Regions from separate parts of the Macaca mulatta genome. Here region 2 is linked to region 1. The links are chromatin contacts, called in public Hi-C maps. All regions are on one chromosome and are shown on one strand. Each heading gives the region's core, a stretch centred on a gene start, on an enhancer-like site or on the middle of the called end of the contact. The rest is flanking DNA. Distances are from core to core; before and after follow the strand shown. Region 1 holds the start of KLHL28 (kelch like family member 28). Region 2 holds the start of MIS18BP1 (MIS18 binding protein 1).

What was found. Hi-C and Micro-C count contacts between places; a contact is called where the count stands out from the background.
Region 2: a contact with region 1 is called in a Hi-C map of liver, with 2.4 times the contacts expected there. The contact joins the promoter of MIS18BP1 here to the promoter of KLHL28 in region 1. A contact is called at or near these places in 4 of 14 Hi-C or Micro-C datasets (CD4 T cells, blood, fetal cortex germinal zone and 1 more).

Annotation. Positions count from the first base shown.
Region 1 is chr7:118,293,544-118,297,088 of T2T-MMU8v2.0, forward strand. It overlaps KLHL28 (kelch like family member 28), which reads right to left and starts at 2,162. Exons shown (of 5, transcript NM_001261270.1): 1 at 2,133-2,162. TOGARAM1 (TOG array regulator of axonemal microtubules 1) reads left to right here and starts at 2,477. Exons shown (of 18, transcript XM_077940950.1): 1 at 2,477-3,545. The coding sequence starts at 2,709.
Region 2 is chr7:118,607,932-118,611,426 of T2T-MMU8v2.0, forward strand. MIS18BP1 (MIS18 binding protein 1) reads right to left here and starts at 1,508. Exons shown (of 17, transcript XM_028851531.2): 1 at 964-1,508.

The sequences.
Region 1 (3,545 bases), core at 912-3,411:
ATTTGCAATTTTCAATGTATCCTTAACCACTTCCTTTTAACCTTCTGAGGTGTACTATTAATAAGACACCTGACAGTGTATTCTACTATTCTAAAAATTGATTATAAATTTGTACTCTCTCTCTATATGATTAAATACGAAAGGCTTTTTAAGTCAATATAAGAAGAATTCCTAGATTTCCAAAGTAAGATTTAAAAAAAATCTGCTTAATAAACAGAATACACACTCAATGAATGAGATTTACGTTCCACAAAATAGTTCTAAAAGATAATTAGTAAGGCGTGATGCTGATGAAGTCCCATTTCCTAAATATCCACTACGGAGACTAATGCATCTTCTAAGTCTTCAATCAAAGAGACAAAATATAACAGATATAAAATAAATTGCAATCTGTAATGTACAGTGATTCACAGGGACCTAAAAAAACAATCAAAAGGAAGACTCATCTTGCTTTGTTCCCAGGAAAAGGGCAGGATAACTGCTTAAGTACCCACGTCTCTCATTTAAGACTTTCGAAGTCCTTTTCTGTGATTCCATGATTACCACACAACCTCTAGTTATTAACTTGGCTTCCCAAGTTCTGCGATACAAGAAAGAGCGCACTGGATTTTCAACTTGAAAATTCTGATTCAACATAAACTGGCACTGTAATGTGTACATCATTCTCTAGGTTAGTTTGAACTGGGTTCCTCAAGTCTGGGCAATACATGGGTCTACACATTTGAGCTTCTTAGGTTGGGACTATGAGAAACAGACACTTTCTCATTGACAACTGCTACAATCATTTCTTGTTTTTCACCTCCCTGTCTTTAACCTGTCCCTAAAATGAAACATGTTAGCCAAACCTAATTTAGGCAGATTCATTTAAACACGAAAATGGCTTATTAAAACCCAAGTAACAGCCTAGAATTTAAACCAAAACATAGGATGTATATTTACACAGCCTCATTTATATTGTCTATTCCCCATCCCCACCCCCCCAAAAAAACAAAACAAAACTGATATTCAAATCGTAATTTAAGGCAAAAATTCAGAAATTATTTTTGCGCTTGCAACAGCTGGGAGCATTATTTATAAAGCTGTTTAGCATATGTGACTCAATTATCCCAAGACTTTAAAAAGTATTTAAGAGAAATCCCACCTGGTACAGAGAAGGGTAGGAATACTTGCATTTGAAGTGCATAAATTTGGGTCTTCAAATGATAACTTAGACTTTTCGCACGAGTCATTCAAAAGTAATTGTATTAATACTCCTTCAAAAAAAAATCTCTCTTCCACACTCCAAAGCATTCAGGCTCACACTAGATACGCCAGCTCCTCCACTGTGTTCGTTTAAGTATCATTTATGATAAGGAGAAAATGCACACAAAATTCTCAGTTCGCCTAAAATAAATAAATGTCTACTATTATTCCTAAATCCACAGGGCAGAATTCTCTTAGAACCGTGATGCCAAGAACTTCCACCGCAAGTGAAATTGTCTTCGCAATCTCTATCTCTAGGAGACTGAAAGGCCGCAGAGATGCTTGAGGATCCTGCAGGGAGGCTAGGGCGGCAGACGGAGGGGGCGGAGGGAAGGGGAGAGTCCCACAGAGGAACTGCATTAGAAGGAAAGACTTTGATAACGTCTAAGGGAGAGGCGGTTAGCTACAGGGGGAAAAAAAAAAAAAAAAAAAGACCTATTTCCAGATTATGTACGTTGTAAAGAAAACGCAAAGTGATGAGGGTAAGGAAACGTGGTCAAAAACAAACAAACAAAAAACAAACAAACAAACAAAAATTAACCCTCTACGGCCGGAGGGTTAAGAGAAGTCGACAAAAGGAGAAAGGGGAGGAGGGCGGGGGCGAAAAAAGGCCCCAAAGACCAGGAATTGAAAAAAAGTACCCGATTTGTGAGCTTGGCCGTGGTCCGGATCTTCTGTCCTGATAAGCAGATGGCAAGAGGAAAGGATCACAGTTACTCAGGGTGGCAGAGAGTAACGCGTTTACAAGGGTAACCAGCCCTGCACAAGAAGATGTCGTCTCTCTTTCCACCTGCTCCGCTCAGTCCTTTGCCTCTTACTCTAGCACCAGTGGCATTCAGGCAAAACACTGCCAAAGTCTGCACCGCTGGAGGACAGCAAAAGGAAAATACCTGAGTCCCAGTAATCACACGGGAAGCGACAGGAGGAGGAGCCGCGGACAACTGGAGCCTGGGCTGGATCCTCACTAGCTCCGGTCAAACCCCAACTCTTACGGGTGGGGCGGGCAACTTCCGCCCAGAGCAAGGAAAGCGTCACATCCGTCTAATGTCTTCACCCCTCCTCCCTTCTCCGCTCTAGCTACGTTTGCAACGTTCTGACTTCCTCTTCCAGGAGACTTTGGCCTAGTCTCAACACCTGACGTGGACTACATAACCCAGCATTCATCACGGCAAGTGGATTTCCGGGTCAAGAGGTCCGCGCTGGGTACATCACCATGGAAGCAATCGGTTTGGTCACGTGGTGCCCTTGGTTACGCCCGGTGGCAGCTGTGGGGTCTACGGCTCAGACGGGGGCCATTTTGCCAGAGGCTGCCTCCCGGAGTTGGGGGCGGCCTGGCGGCGGGCTGAAGCTGTTCTTTTTCCTCTTCTGCAGCTTGGGGCTTGGAGAGGATCTGGAAGTCCGGGCTCCATCGAGCCCTTCGGAGACGGCAATGATTTCTTCCAACCACCGCCACCTGACGACCCTGCATGGCGGCTGCGCCCTCCGCTCTGCTTCTGCTGCCGCCCTTTCCAGTCCTCTCTGCCTATCGGCTCCAGAGCCGCAGTCGTCCTTCCGCCCCAGAGACTGATGATAGTGGAGTTGGGGGCATTATGAGAGGAGAGAAAAACTACTACTGCCGTGGAGCTGCGGGGGACCACGGTTCCTGCCCCACTACAACTTCGCCTCTGGCCTCGGCCCTCTTGATGCCCTCGGAGGCAGTCTCAAGCAGCTGGTCTGATTCTGGAGGCGGTTTGTCAGGGGGAGATGAAGAGGAGACTCGGCTCCTTCAACTCCTCCGCACCGCGCCGGATCCTTCTGAGGCCTTTCAGGCTTTGCAAGCTGCTTTGCCGCGGCGGGGCGGTCGACTTGGCTTCCCCCGACGCAAGGAAGCTTTGTATCGGGCACTGGGCCGAGTGCTTGTGGAAGGAGGTAGTGATGAGAAGCGGCTCTGCTTGCAACTTCTCTCAGACGTTCTCCGGGGTCAGGGGGAGGCAGGCCAGCTGGAAGAGGCCTTTAGCTTAGCACTTTTGCCTCAACTAGTTGTCTCGTTACGGGAAGAGAATCCAGCCCTGCGGAAAGATGCGCTGCAGATCCTGCATATATGTCTGAAACGTAGTTCTGGAGAGGTGCTGAGAACGCTTATACAGCAAGGACTGGAAAGTACCGATGCCCGACTTAGAGCGTCCACAGCACTACTGCTTCCCATCTTGCTTACTACTGAGGACTTGTTGCTTGGTCTGGATCTCACCGAGGTGATAATATCCCTAGCCCGAAAGCTTGGTGATCAGGAGACAGAAGAAGAATCTGAGACAGCTTTCTCCGCC
Region 2 (3,495 bases), core at 258-2,757, 310 kb after region 1:
TATAAGGTGGTTAAGTAACCTGACCAAGGTCACTCGACAGTGAGAAAGAGGATCCGATTCTACCCGACTCCATAGCTTAAGTTCTTTACCAAAAGGCAACGTAGTCTACACAGCCACTAAACAGGGAAGTTCATGCTGCAGTACCTGCAGCATAAAATGAAATTAAACAACCCAGATGTCTACCAATAAAGGACAAAATAAATTCCACCACATCCATACAATTTATGTATTCAATAAATACATATATATGTACTTACACGGAAAAGCGTCCAAGAAATATTAAATTGAAAAAGAAAGTAACAACATATAATTGCATTTGTGTAAAAAAAAAATTAAATAAATAAATAAAACACAAACAAGCATAGAGAAAAACTCTGGAAGCAGTGAACCAAATTGTAAACAGTGTTTATCTTCGAAGGGCAGGATGAAGCGGCCTACCATTTTCTTGAACTCCTGAGCTCAAAGATCACCCGCCTCGACCTCCCAAAGTGCTGGGATCACAGGCGTGAGCCACCGCGCCCGACCATTTTCTAAATAATTTTATTAACATCTAAAGCTGTTTGCAACAAGCATGCAATTTAACCAGAACAAAACATAAGCTGAATGATCAATTGCTTCTATAGCCCTGTGGGTCCTGGGGTCCCAAGGGGAAGAGTTGGGTACTGACGCATATAATTTTCCCACTTGGTATTCTAAAAAAAAAAAAAAAAAGTTATTTTAGAACAAAGACCTAGAACGCTCACCATCGAAATAAATCTGAGCAATCGTGTTCTACTCTCTTAAGTACAGTAGACACAAAATAAGTGAACATCGAGTGCGAAGCTGTAAAATCAGTACCAAAGCCAGAAATCTACAAATAAATAAATAAATAAACTGCGTGAGCCTACATGCTTAAAGGGCAGGACGCCCACCATCGGCGGGGACCCGCGGCAGGAGGCTATCGGGGGGCGCGGGAGGACGTACCTTGGGTGAAGGGCCTGGCAGGGAGAGACTGCCGCAGTCCCGGCTCGGCTCCGCGCGGAGGGAGGGACGGACGCCGCCCGGCTCGCGCCTCAGGCCCACGGTGGCCCCTGCCCGCGGCGGCCGGGCACCAAGCGACGCTTACCCCCTCCGCGAGATACTATCACACAACACTTCCGTAATTCAAATTTGAAGAGCCCGCCCTCCAGCCGGCCTAGGATTGGCACTCTCGGGAATTGCGCCACCGTGCGTCTCACAGGGACGCTAGAAAACTGCAGGCGGCCTCTGCACGCCGTGGACGGTAGTGTATCCACAAAAAGTAGGCGACCCTAAGCTGTCACAGGCAGGGGGCGAGATCCTCTAGTTTTCCTCAAAGTTCGTTTCGTCTTCGCAGGGCACCCGCCCACCCTGAATCCCGCCTTTCCTCCCGTGAAGCTCTGCCGGTGCAAAGCTGACGTCGCACGCGGTGGGCCGCGAGCGCGCTCCGGCGCTGCTGCGTCTAAGTTTGGCCCTTCCTGGCTGCCGTCCTCCCCCACTAGGCTGTGCGCAGTAGCGGCTGTTATCCGTCTCTTCCGTCTCAGGAAAACAGCGTGCTCGGTGGGTTTGAGAGAACGTCTGTTTTTCTGCCCTCCATGTTTGAGGGGGAGAAAGAACATTTTGTTCTTGAGGGGATGATGGATTGAATGTAAAGTTACGCACAAAGTGGGATGTTTAGTTTGAACCATTCCCTCAGGAAGTGTGATATTTTGGGGCGTGGGGGATAGGTTCTCGCTCTGTCGCCCAGGCCTGAGGGCAGTGGCGCAATAACGGCTCACTGCAGCCTGGAACTCCAAGGGATCTTCCCACCTCAGCCTCTGAGTAGCTGGAACTACCGTCGTGCGCGACCATGCTTGGCTAATTTTTATTTTGTAGAGAGGAGGCCTCGCCATGTTGCTCAGGCTAGTCTCCAACCCCTGGGTTCTAAGCGATCCTCCCATCTTGGCCTCCCAAAGTGCTAGGATTACAGGCAAGCAACCGCGCCGGGCCAGGAAGTGATTATTATTATTTTTAAGTCACCTCACATTCTAGAAACATTAATCTCAACAACTGTAGGTTGCTGCATGCAGCTTGTGACGGTGGCCCCCAGGCTGCGTCCCGCCTTAGACTGCACCCAGTGAATCTCCGCTCTGATACCGCGGAGTTACCGGGTGTATACTTCGCCTTGTATAGGGCACATTGGTTCAGTCTTGAAAGTAGAGAAGGGGAAGCGAGGGAATGTAAGGTGTGTTTTCAGCCCTGAACCCTGTTCAACTCCAGTCCTGCATGAAGTCTGTCCTCTTCCCCCCATCCGCATTTGTGATGAGAGCTTCTTTTTATTTTATACTTTAAGAAAATTACTCAACTTCCTAGTCACATATCACATTTCCCCATTAAGAGGCTTTACTGAAAAGGTTGTAATGGATTGATCTTTTTTTAAGTGACTTGTGCAATCCCTTCTAAATCCTGCATCTGTTGTACCCGAGTGAGTTAGAGAAACGCCACACTTTGAGACAAATTTAAGAGTCCTTTATTAGCTGGCGACCGAGAGATGGCTAACGCTCGAAATTCTCGGCCAGAGGAAGGGGGTGGGTAAGGAGTCCTTGAAACCTTGCAAATGACGGAGCCAAATGGAGTTCGTCCAGCTTTCTTAGCTAAGGGAGAGCTTATCATGTGGAAACAAGGCTAGGTGATTAAGGAAGAGTATAAAAACAGAGTAAAAAACAAGGTTAGGTATTACACATCTGAATTTTGTACACTGAATAATCAAAATCCAAAATATAAATTTAAAACATCCACATGAATGCAAGTAAGGAAAAACAACAGTTGGAGGTAGGGGGAAAGGAAGCAAACTTACCTGGATAAAATGAAGTTTCTTTCTTGTACACCATAATGAGAAAATGATTGGACATGGATTTGCACTAGTTTTGTGGGAACCGGCCTTAAAACAGGTTAAATGGCATGTGTGAAATATACTTTGATAGGGGAAGTTTGAAGGGATGGTCATTCAGATTTCAAAGCACCTGAAATTGAGGTGTAAGAGGTTTCTGTGCCTGATGAAGATGGCCATGGCTCACAAGTTTAGGCAAAATAGGAACCCTGACGTATTAAGGGCAGGCACTCAGAAATGCACACTTCTTTTTAATTGGCCACTTCTCATGTAAGAAAGAAGTAGTATGTAGTATGCCCCAATGTGAATGGCCGCAGGAATTTACATAAGATGACTAGTAATTTTCCAAACAAAACTGGATTAAACAGTTTGTGGATAACAAAGTGTGATGAGAAGGCATACAGGCCAAGGTACAGTTCATCTGTCCCTTAATGGCAACATACTGTAACTGCCCAAGGGGTTTACCTTGCCTGCTCCCTAGACAGAGTCAATTCAAGACAAGGGAATTGCAATGGAGAAAGAGTAATTGATGCAGAGCTGGCTGTGCGGGAGACTAGTGTTTTATTATTACTCAAATCAGTCTCCCCTGAGCTTTTGGGGATCAGAGTTTTTGAGGATAATTTGGTGGG